2 separate regions of the Ovis aries genome follow, and region 2 is linked to region 1. The links are chromatin contacts, called in public Hi-C maps. All regions are on one chromosome and are shown on one strand. Each heading gives the region's core, a stretch centred on a gene start, on an enhancer-like site or on the middle of the called end of the contact. The rest is flanking DNA. Distances are from core to core; before and after follow the strand shown.

The links. Hi-C and Micro-C count contacts between places; a contact is called where the count stands out from the background.
Region 2: a contact with region 1 is called in a Hi-C map of liver, with 2.3 times the contacts expected there. The contact joins the promoter of SPRY1 here to the enhancer-like site in region 1. A contact is called at or near these places in 5 of 16 Hi-C or Micro-C datasets (hypothalamus, liver, mesenteric adipose tissue and 2 more).

The regions. Positions count from the first base shown.
Region 1 is chr17:34,336,037-34,341,381 of ARS-UI_Ramb_v3.0, reverse strand. All of the region lies in intron 2 of LOC121816923 (a long non-coding RNA gene), which reads left to right. Among named protein-coding and RNA genes, the nearest start is that of SPRY1, 220 kb to the left of the region's middle. Within about 2 kb of position 3,596, at least 10 of the 54 cell types and tissues checked have an H3K27ac peak or open chromatin away from gene starts, as enhancers often do. A contact at or near this core is called in liver, where this site is marked.
Region 2 is chr17:34,551,644-34,557,364 of ARS-UI_Ramb_v3.0, reverse strand. SPRY1 (sprouty RTK signaling antagonist 1) reads left to right here and starts at 1,813. Exons shown (of 3, transcript XM_060401036.1): 1 at 1,813-1,930; 2 at 2,692-3,571. It overlaps LOC105602800 (basic proline-rich protein-like), which reads right to left and starts at 4,739. Exons shown (of 4, transcript XM_060401373.1): 1 at 4,486-4,739; 2 at 4,312-4,433; 3 at 2,356-4,143; 4 at 1,189-1,864. The coding sequence starts at 4,739. The coding sequence ends at 3,308.

The DNA.
Region 1 (5,345 bases), core at 2,347-4,846:
CAGAACCAAACTTGAATTTAAAAAAATGTAGACACGTTTGTGAAGTCTGTCCTACACTTTTGTAAGCAAATAAACATCAGTACCCTTATGAACACTCATACACAAAGAAAAGAAAAAAAAGAAAGCAATTCAGCCTAGAACTTCTTGCTCTATTTCACTGGTACTTGATACTGTTTTCCCTGGTCCACATCTAGAACTGGGGAGTGGTGGCTAAACTTGTGACTTTTATTTCCTAGTTCCTCTGGAACCAAGATATCCAAAGGGCGTGTTTGAAAGGACTTATGTTTTCACGATTTCTAGTCCAGTGTCTCAGTCACAGAGTATGGAGGAGTTTGGGTCCACTCCAAAAAGTGACTTCAAGGCTGAGAACCTCAAACCATGAGCTCCCATTTATACATAGTTATTTCCGTGGAGGAGGAGGCAAGTTCTTAAGATAATCTTGTTTGTGAGATAGACACAAGTATTTCTAGGACATTTTTATAGCCAGCTCATACAGTAATTAGCTTCAGCATTGGAGTATTCTAGAAATTACTAAGCCATGTTTACTACTAAGCAATGATTAAATTTGGTGTAAAGGAAAGTGCGGCTGGTGTCCACTGTGCAGTTAAAAATAGAAAGTGGGCAACGAGAGAGGACTTTCTCTGCCCTTTCTTCACGCACTGCGTTTTCTTTTCTCTTCCTCTACTCCAGAGCTCTAGTAATGGACTCTAACTTCCCATACTCAACAGAGCTTCATTTGTAGTGATGCGATGGTGAACCTACAGTCTGTCATACAAAGTGAGTGAAAGTGAAGTTGTTCAGTTGTGTCCGACTCTTTGTGACCCGTGGACTGTAGCCCACCAAGCTCCTCCATCCATGGGATTCTCCAGGCAAGAATACTGGAGTGGGTTGCCATTTCCTTCTCTAGGGGATCTTCCTGACCCGGGATCGAACCCAGGTCTCCCACATTGCAGGCAGAAATACAGTCTCTCAGAAAACTTCCTATAGTGACACAGGACTTCAGATCCAAGTACTAACATCAAAGATTTCAAGGGAGGAAAGGAAGCCAGGTTGAAAGAAGAAGGGGGAGGAGGCTGGAGGGGGGCACAAAAGGGGTGGCCTTACAGACGTCTCCTGCCACCCTCAGATAGCCAGGGGTTATGGGACTTTTCCCTGGGCCTCCAGAGAAGCGAGGACTGGAACTCGGCCCTACCAGAAATCAGACCAGACCAGAACCAGAATTTGAGTTCTCTGCCAAGAGGAGGTGATCAGTCTTCAATCCTCAGCTCGGGCTGAGGGCCCTTTGACCAGATTCCTGCTTTCAGGACCGGGAGACTAGAAAAACAGGGAAGGATAGGAAGGGTTAAGGAGAAGAAAGAGAGAGGGAAGGGAAGAGAGGTCAATAAAGTCTCTTGTTCCTTACTGGTCGGGGCACTCTGGCCAGTTGTCCGCGTCAGGAGGAGAACAGGGACAAAGGGTCCCAGTTGCAGCCGCTGGGTCTGGTCCATTGGCAGGCAAGCTGGCCCCTGAGTACCCCAAGTGGTCAGGATGTCAGTCTCAGCGAAGAAGAGTCCCCGCCAGAGTCGCCATTTGTTGCAGAAAGGCAGACCCCTTCCAGGGCCCGAAACTGGGCTCTTGTCTAACACTCGGAAATTCATACAAAGTGAAGTGAGTCAGAAAGAGACAAACAACTGTTGTATATTAGCACGTATATATGGGATTGAGAAAAATGATACAGATGAACCTATTTGTGGGACAGGGATGGAGAGAATGACTTGTGGATGCAGCGGGGGAAGGTGAGGGTGGAATGAATTGAGAGAGTAGAATTGACATATATACACTGCCGCTGTGCTGTGCGTAGTCACACAGTCGTGTCCACCTCTCTGCGACCCCATGGACTGTAGCCCACCAGGCTCTTCTGTCCATGGGAGTTCTCTAGGCAAGAATACTGGAGTTGGTTGCCATGCCCTCCTCCAGAGGATCTTCCCAATCCAGGGATCAAACTTAGGTCTCCCACATTGCAGGTGGATTCTTTACCATCTGAGCCCCCGGGGAAGCCCATGAATATTGGAGTGGGTAACTTTTCCCTTCTCCAGGGGATCTTCCTGACCCAGGAATTGAACTGGGGTTTACTGCAATGCAGGTGGATTCTTTACCAGCTGAGCTACCAGGGAAGCCCATATATAAACTATCATGTATAAAATCGATAGCTAATGGGAAGCTGCTGTATAACGCAGGGAGCTCAGCCCAGTGCTCTGCGATGACCTAGAGGGGTGGGATGAGGGGTGGGATAGGAGGGAGGCTCAAGAGCGAGGGGATATATGTATACTTATAGCTGATCCTTGGAAGGAAAGTTATGACCAACCTAGACAGCATATTCAAAAGCAGAGACATTACTTTGCCAACAAAGGTCCGTCTAGTCAAGTCTATGGTTTTTCCTGTGGTCATGTATGAATGTGAGAGTTGGACTGTGAAGAAAGCTGAGTGCAGAAGAATTGATGCTTTTGAACTGTGGTGTTGGAGAAGACTCTTGAGAGTCCCTTGGACTGCAAGGAGATCCAACCAGTCCATTGTAAAGGAGATCAGTCCTGGGTGTTCATTGGGAGGACTGATGTTAAAGCTGAAACTCCAATACTTTGGCCACCTCATGCGAAGAGCTGACTCATTGGAAAAGACCCTGATGCTGGGAAGGACTGGGGGCAGGAGGAGAAGGGGACAACAGAGGATGAGATGGCTGGATGGCATCACCAACTCGATGGACATGAGTTTGAGTAAACTCTGGGAGTCGGTGATGGACAGGGAGGCTTGGCGTGCTGCAAGTCATGGGGTTGCAAAGAGTCAGACACAACTGAGCGACTGAACTGAACTGATAGCTGATTCACATTGATGTACGTTAGAAACCAACACAACATTGTGAAGCGATTATACTTCAGTGAAAAAAATAAGTTAAAAAAATACTCATTCAGAGTATAAAATTGTAGTAGGAATTTGGGGTTTGCTTTTCTTTTAGATTTAACTCGACTTACTAGGTTCAGCGTACTTTGTAATAGATCTCCAAAATCACAGGATCCGGAGGGCAAATTCCCCTGGGGGCAAGCAGCCTTGAGAGCTGATCGTTGCTGCTTGCCTGCTTGCTCCCTCCCTTCTGCTCAGGTATTAGTTGTTCAGACGGTGGCATTTGTGCCTGCTTCCCGGGTCCCTTGCTCCATTTTCAGTGATGCAAAGTCCCCAGCTCGGCCTGTCAGAACTTGATAGCTCTGTAAACATTGAAATCTCTGTTGCCATAACAGCAGGAAAAATAATATGGGATCCTGCATATAAATATAGTGGAGGCCTTGGGGAATAGGAGCATTCTAAATGCCTTGAAGCTCTGTCATGGCATAATCTCTTATAAATAAATGTCAGCATCGTCCCTGAATGCAGACTGGATTTTTGCCTGCCTGTGGTGTTCAGGCTTCTAGACAATAGTTATGCTAAGGGATTATCTTTTAACATAGTGCAGTTATCTCCTTTGTTTGTTTTCTTTTTTCATTATTCGCATAAGCCAGGGGAAATGAAAAGCATCTTATTTCAGGCAAAAGGGCCTGTGAATGATTAACTCTGGTTCCATGCACTGGGACTCTGCATAGCAACCCCTTGGCTTACGGCTAGTCAAAAGCTCAAGGCAGTAACAGCAACAGCCTAGGGACCTGAGACCAACACTCTCAGTCGAAGGTGGTGAGGAACGGATTAGGTGTAAGCACTGTGTTATGAGGAGAGTTCTCTGTAGCTGGCTCATTTAATTTTGCATTGGTTTTATTGGACTTTTCTTGCTGGAGTTGTGTGTTGCTGACCTTTTCTTTCACATGCACTCATGCTTTTTGGAGCACACTAGAGGCTCCAAGTGAAACTTGGCTACGAGTACCGCCTAATCTGGTTTATGCCTCCATAGTGTATGTGTTTTCTCCCTAGTACTGTACAAAACTGGGCTAACACTGGCTAAATGTTACATTAAAGAATGGAATTCACAGCTTCATCATGACCTTGAGTTTTAATTTTAGCTCAACAAAAATTTTGTTGGTAAATTTTGGCTCTCTTAGAATTAGATGGAGCACAAAGTATTAGGAGAATGAAAGAGAAGCAGATGGCCTGATGACATGGTTCCAATGAAAAGGACATGAGTATACCAAGGACCCACACTGTGCAAATATAGGGACGCGATCAAAACCAATTTCCTATCTTTTATGGACATTTGGTGTTTAAATATTTATATAACAGGGTCTATTTTCATGGAAAACAAGACCTAAGTTAAAAGAGTCCCAAGAAAATGAAGTGTAAGCTATGGACCAAAGAAACATTGGAAAATTTAGGAAAATGCAGCATCGTTATAATAGAGCCAAAATATTTAGGACACTTAAATTTAGGCTGCAAGTCAATCCAGATGTTTATTTATTAACGTTAATAATGTTTCCAGTCTTGTTTTAGAACACCAAATCCCGGGGGTTCTGCTTCTGAGTTTAAAGACAAAATGCATGATCTTTATTCTTTTCCAGCTCTGTTTGAATTTCAGAGGTTTTCTATATCTATGATTTTCCTGTAAAAGTGTTTGCAAAATCTTGAGCAGCTCCCGATGCCTAGCAGAAAGTCTGAGTGAAACACAGGTCTCACAAAGCTTTCCCCTTTCTGCATTTCTCTTTTTGCTTCCATGGCAATAAAGAGAGAAACTTGGCATAAGAATATAATCTGTTGCTGCCTGTTTCTCATCTGAAGTCATAAACCTCTGCCATCCCACCCAAGACTAGAATTTCAGCTGGCATGAAGCAGCTGTCTGCTTACAGGTTTTTTCCGGTAGTAACCAAAGACAAAACTATTTTAATTGAAGGCCCTAGGCGGTTCTTCAAATCCTTACAATCCCTGGGTCATCCCCAAGAGGAAGCCATTGAGGAAAAGGTGCAAGTTACCTCCTTTCTTATCGTTTTTTGACACACTGTGTGTTTATGAAGTTTGAAAACATTCTTACCACTCTGATTTCTCTGGGTTGAATGCCCTGGAAAAAAGGAGGGCTGGGGTATCACCAGTTCAAAAGCCCTAGGGATCCAGCACACAAGCTAAGTCAGCCAAGAGTGTGCTATGGTCTCGGGGAGGGAGTGGTCTGTTCAAAAGAGCATCCGCTGCTCAGCTGCCCCCAAAGTTACCACGTGGGAATGTGTAGAGTTGTCAGATATTCTAATTTGTCACTGGAAGTTCCCAGATCCTGATTTTTGTGTGAATTCTACAAGCTTTAAAGGTTGGGTTTTTTTTTTTTTCTAATTTTTATTTGTAATATTATCATTTGGGTTTTATTTTTGGAGAAGGCAATGGCACCCCACTCCAGTACTCTTGCCTGG
Region 2 (5,721 bases), core at 564-3,063, 220 kb before region 1:
TTGATGCATTTCAGTGCTAAATGATATAGAGGGTCATTGTTCATACTATTTGATTTCTCAATAGAACATGATCCATGATGATGATGTTATAGATAACATTTTATGGATTTTATTTATTATTGTAATTTAAAAATACTTAATTTCACAAAGATTGTAATTTAATAATATACCTTGGTTGAAATAGTTTGAAGGTTATTTATAACAAAAATTTTCAAATATATTGTTGTAGGATTTATGGAAATAAAATGTTCAGTGCTCCCTCTCCTGGTTTTATCATACTGGTGAACTGACCTCTTGTCCCCAAATTGTGGTGATAGCAGAGAAGACAATTTTGAAAAACCAAATAAGATACCATCATGGAATATTGTATTTCTGATTTGACTCTTTCAAACCCATTCAAATTGTCCAAGAAACTTATCCACTGGTTAGCTTATTATTTCTCCAAATATTATGAGATATATGAAAATATAAAATATGTACAATAATTTGACTTTAGCCTTTGAAACAGCCTATTTTATTACAAGTTATATTATTAAGAGTGAATAGGTAGCTTCTTGGTTTCTTGTTCTGTGTTATTTTCTAGTGATGCTTTCTTGTTGATGGTTTTAGCAGTGCCCTAGGGTCCTGAAAGGTCATTCCAAATAGAACTTTAATTATTTTAAAGAACTCAAATATTAGAAAATCTCGAATAGAGAAAAAAAGTTTCAAAACAACTACTATTGTAAAGAAGAATATTAAAAAATCACTGAAATGTCCATACTCAAATTTATATGATTTTTTACTGAAGTTTTGTTTGCTTTATTTCGTCAAAGACTTTAAGCTACTTCTTATATGTAGGACCTGGAAAAAATATTTCCCTTTCCATTTACTATATTTTTCTGGGTTTTAGGTATCTTTTAAGAATCTCTGTGGAAGCTCAAATTTCACATATTATTACCCTCACAGCAGCATGAAGTACATGATTTTGATAATAAATGTCTAAAATCCAATAGTCTGTAAGGAAACAAAAAGCATTTTTCCTACTGATTAAAATGCTTTTTTTTTTTCAGTGACACATCATATATGCTTAAGAATTATAAAACCTCTTAGGAAATTATTTCTGTTTTAATTGATTTCTATTCAGCTGATTTTTAAAAATAAATTTATTTTTTCAAAATTAGATAAATATCTCACAAAATTGAAGGAGTCTGGGATTTTTACAATTTTTATTTTGGGGAAATTACATCACAAATCAAGAGAGCAATTATTATAAAATCTACAGCAGGAAATCATACCTTTATCACATATTACATACATTTGCAGTAAAGCGTGCCACGTTTTAGATTTCACATATTCTGAACTTTGCTTTAAATTGGGTCTGTAATGGCACATCATCATCTTTTTTATATCAATATACATTATCTAACTGATCAGTAGTGAGGGCTTGATATACAACTTTTTAATCTTTTCTTCTTCAAAGTTGTTTTCTAATTCCACTTTTAAGGGTAGAGTTCACCAATCTTTTTGCTGAGATTTGATAACTGAAGACTGCTAACTAAATTTAAAGGTATTCTTTTATGACGAAAGGCATTTGAAGGATTTTTTGAGGCAATCCACATTTTCAGAGGATGTTTGTTAGGGGAGTGTACAGGGCGATATATCCAAGTGGGTACTCATAAAGGAAAGAGGAAACGACTGTTGGGGAAATCCTGCTCCAGGTTTTCAGGCAGCCCGTATGATTGACACATGATATCACTGGAGGCGTGTCCTGGAGTGGAGGTGGAGGTGGAGGCAAAGAGCTGAAATTCTGCGGAGCCGGAGTGGGACTGCTCTGTAAGGCACGCAGTGGTTTGCAGAGTGATAGCCGCAGACACAACTCCCAGCCCTGGAAAAGGAACAGCTACAGTTGCTGTAAATGTGCCTGAAAAGCAATTTCCAATCTTTGCTTTAGGTAAGAACTGTTTCCTTCCTTTCCTTCCGTAGACATTTTAAGGAAAGATCAGGTGAGAAATGTTGGCTTTTGCAAGGAACTGATTATTTCTTTGAACTCGCTTTAGATCTAAGATTACTGGTTGCATTTCAAATTACCAGTAGCATTCCCACTGCTAAAACGAATGCTCTTAAAGTAAATGCTACCACTAAAAGAAAAAGCAAGGTCCTTTTCCTCCCCACCCCCACAACCCCCCCAGCCGAGCAGTAACAAGTTTCAAGTCTGAAACAGTCGGATGTGTGAAAGAAAAACTGGGTGGTTTTTCTTTTTCTTTTTTTTTTTTTTTTTTTTTTGCCAAAGAGGGACTGGCATTCGGTGTGTGGACCAAATGCATGTTTGTTTAGGCATTGTTGGCGACCGAATCCCCAGAAGCAATTGTTTAAAACCTGAATTTCCCGTCTCTGTGTATTGATTTCCAATGCGCAGAAGCGTCGCTTGAACGTTGTTTGAACTCTTAGGCATTCCAAGGGGCAAAAGCACTTCGGCAAAAACGTGCAAGACTGCATGTTACTTTGGTTCGCTGCTGACACGCCGACTGTGCGCCCGCCTGTCAATCACAGGGAGCAGCAACAGCCAGCACATGGCAGCGGGTGCGGGCGGCGGGCGAGCTGGCGAGCGGCCCTCTCCGCTCCACTCTTCGCCCGGGCGGCGGAGCGCGCGGCGAGTCCAAGTGCCTGGAAAGAAAGGGAAATTAACGTGTTCTTATCTCTAATCGTTTGTAGCAGGCGTTTCGGCCGCAGAACAGGAGGGTCGGAGGACTGGGAGTGATCGCTGCCGGGAGAGGCTGACTGCCAGGACCGGAGTTCCCAGGAACGCCGTGCCCCCACTTGCCCGCCGTGCGGGATCGAGAAAGTGCCTGGACCTGCGCGGGAGCCAGGGACGACGCCCCGCCTTCTCCCCGGAGGAGAACCCCAAACCTCGCTCCCTTCACCACCGCCCCTTAAAAGCGGGTAAAAAACAAAATCCCACCCACCCCCACCCACGGGGAGCGGCGGTCGGGCCTCTCAGGCGTGTACTCCCTGCGCGGCTCCGTGACTCGTCCGTGGACGCCGGTTCGAGCCCCGTCCCGGGCGCCGCGGAGCCTCAAACGTCCGTGACGTGGACTTCCACGCGTCAGGAGGCCGCCACTCCCGCCTTTCCCGCGAGGAGCGACTGGACCCCGAGGAAAACTCTGGTCCGAGCACAGCGGCGGGTCGGCCGGCCAGTCACGCACTCCTCTCCCCGCCGCTCCCCAGCTCGCCTTCCGTATAGACCGGGAGAGCCCTCCTGAAGGGATTTCTTTTTTTTTTTCCTGGTTCTTGGAAGGGGGCTACACGAGAAGAGCCCCGGAGGTGGATGTTACTGAGCTGCGCGGCGCACGCGAGCTGTGAGAGGTCTGCGCCTGGCCGCGCCGAGTCTCCAGAAGATTGTCCCCCGCAGCCGGAAGGGGGCCGCGGGGAGCGCTCCTGCCCCGGGGCAGAGGCCGCGGGCCGCCCGGCCGCAGCTCGGGCCATGCCTCCCCGTCCTCCCCGCCGCGGTTGATGCGGCGAGTGCACGCAGTCGCCCGCACCGGGACCCAGGCCGGGTTGCACTGCTTGGCCGCCCGCCCTCGCTTCGGCCTAGGTGAGTTTGGGGCGGCCGCCCTCGGGCTGCGGGGGCGGGAGGTGCACGGGCGGGGCGGGGCGGGCCGGGCGGCAGGTGCGGGCCCTGGGGAGCGGCGTGGGGGCCCGGACCGCGCGAGGGGAAGGGAGAGTGGGGCCACCCCCTCTCGCGGCCCGGACGGCCCGCGGGGCGCTCAAAGCTGGGTAAGCCGGAGAGCGACCTTTCGCCTCCGCGCGGGACGGCGAAGCGGGGTCCCCAGTCCTCAGTCGCCTGCAGCGGCGGCGCGGGGACCCGGCGTGTCCTCTCGGGGAAACCCCTCCACGCGAAAGGTGCATTCGGGCAGGCTTGGAGCGGGGGGGAGGGTCCGAGGAGGACCGCGGAGCTGCTCGGCGGGTGCCCGCGGCGGGCTTTCGGGATCCGAGGATCCCTCGGACCGGGGCCTCCCGAAAGGCGTGTTCGCGCGCGAGTGCCAGAGCGGACCCCCGGTTCGCTGGGGAGCCCCTGGGCCGAGTCGGTGTGCGCCCGCGCGAGCTGCCACTTTATTCTTGTTGTGAGCGCGGCGGCGCGGCGAGGGGCGGGAGAGGGCACTGCCACTTTAAAAGTGGGGAAGTCCGCCCTCCTGAGGTAATGGTAACCTCAGCCTCCTCCCCTCCTCCTGCCCGAGAGAGAGAGAGAGGAGAGAGAGGGAGCGAGAGAGAATACTTGTTTTCATTCATAACTTTTTCCTTTTCCTTCCTCTCCGTCAACTATTTATTCCCCGCTCGTCTCAGCGCGGATTGCAGAGGGCGCAGCTCCACCGCGGGAACCGGCGATGTGGCGACACCGCTCCGCCGCCCGGGCCCCCGGCTCGCTGCGCCCCGACTCTTTAGGAATCCGGCTTCTCCTTTAAAGTGTAGACAGATATTTATTTATAACCCTCCCTGCCTTGGGCTTGCTTTTTGGCGCCTGCATTCACTCCGAAGGCTTTTCCTGACTTGTAAGCATCCTTGGTGGCATACGCCAAAAGGCTTTGGAAATCCACGGTGATCCTTAGAATGTGATGGGATTGTCCGAAAAGGTATTCGACTTCGATTCGGGGCTTTCTTGGGGGAGAAGAGTCTGCTGAGAGCGTGTGAGCGTGTTTGGGGCTAGATCCAGGGCTGTCACTGCTGGAAAAGGGGCTTTGCTTCAGATCCGAGGTGGCTGACATTCTGCTTTTACTTTTTATCTGGTGGCCTCCCTTACCGGCCAGCAGGAACTTTGTTACAGCTAGCATTTAAGACTAAAGTCGTGCCTTGTGCTTTTCCTACTCCCTTCAGATCCACGTTTTTTCCTTTCATGTGGAGTCTGAATTAGTACTTTTAAATACTCTTTGCTTTAGAAGCACTGGGTTAGAAAAGTGCTTTGCGAGGAGGAATGGTACTCCAGAGTAACGATGGAATCTTTTTAACAGTCCTTAAGGACTCCAGGACTAAACCCAGCAGGTTGTGAACTTGTTTCTCCTCGGGTACAGAGAAGGTAGAAACTTGAGGCTCCGAGTTGGAAGAATGAGCCGGGGGAAACGCCAAGAAGTTAACGTGTAAGACAGTCCGGGGCCATTCAGTGAAGTTAATAGATGAAATGGACTTCTTTCTGCCTTATTCCTGAAGCTGATGAGATTTGGCTCATGGTAGTGGAGAATAGGCATTTTTTTCCTTTGCATTCTTGAACTGGATCAAATCTGTAGATTGTGGGAGGAATTTGTGTGAAAAATATTCTGGTTTACCATTTATGAGAACAAAAACGTTTTATGTTTAATAGATGGTTTTATGAAGAATACATTATAAATTAGAAGTAATTTATCATTGGTATTGAAACAGATTTTTACCTGGATATTGCTATACTTTATTACAAGAAGCACATTGATTCAGAGTTGGCAGTGCTTTTGAAAATCAAGATCTGGCATGTAAATACAGATTTTTAAATTAGAGGAAATACAGATAATTAAAATGGCCAGGATTTCCCCATACTACTTTAAAGGCCAGACACTTTGTATGTGAAAGTTATCTTGTTATGTCAGTGATCCTTATTTAAACTTAAAAAAAAAAAAATTCAATGTGAATGGTCTTAACATTCACAGAACTGTACATTGAGTTTTGTGTGTGTGCTTTAGAGGCTATAAAACACCAAGAACTGTTGTGTTCATCTGCATT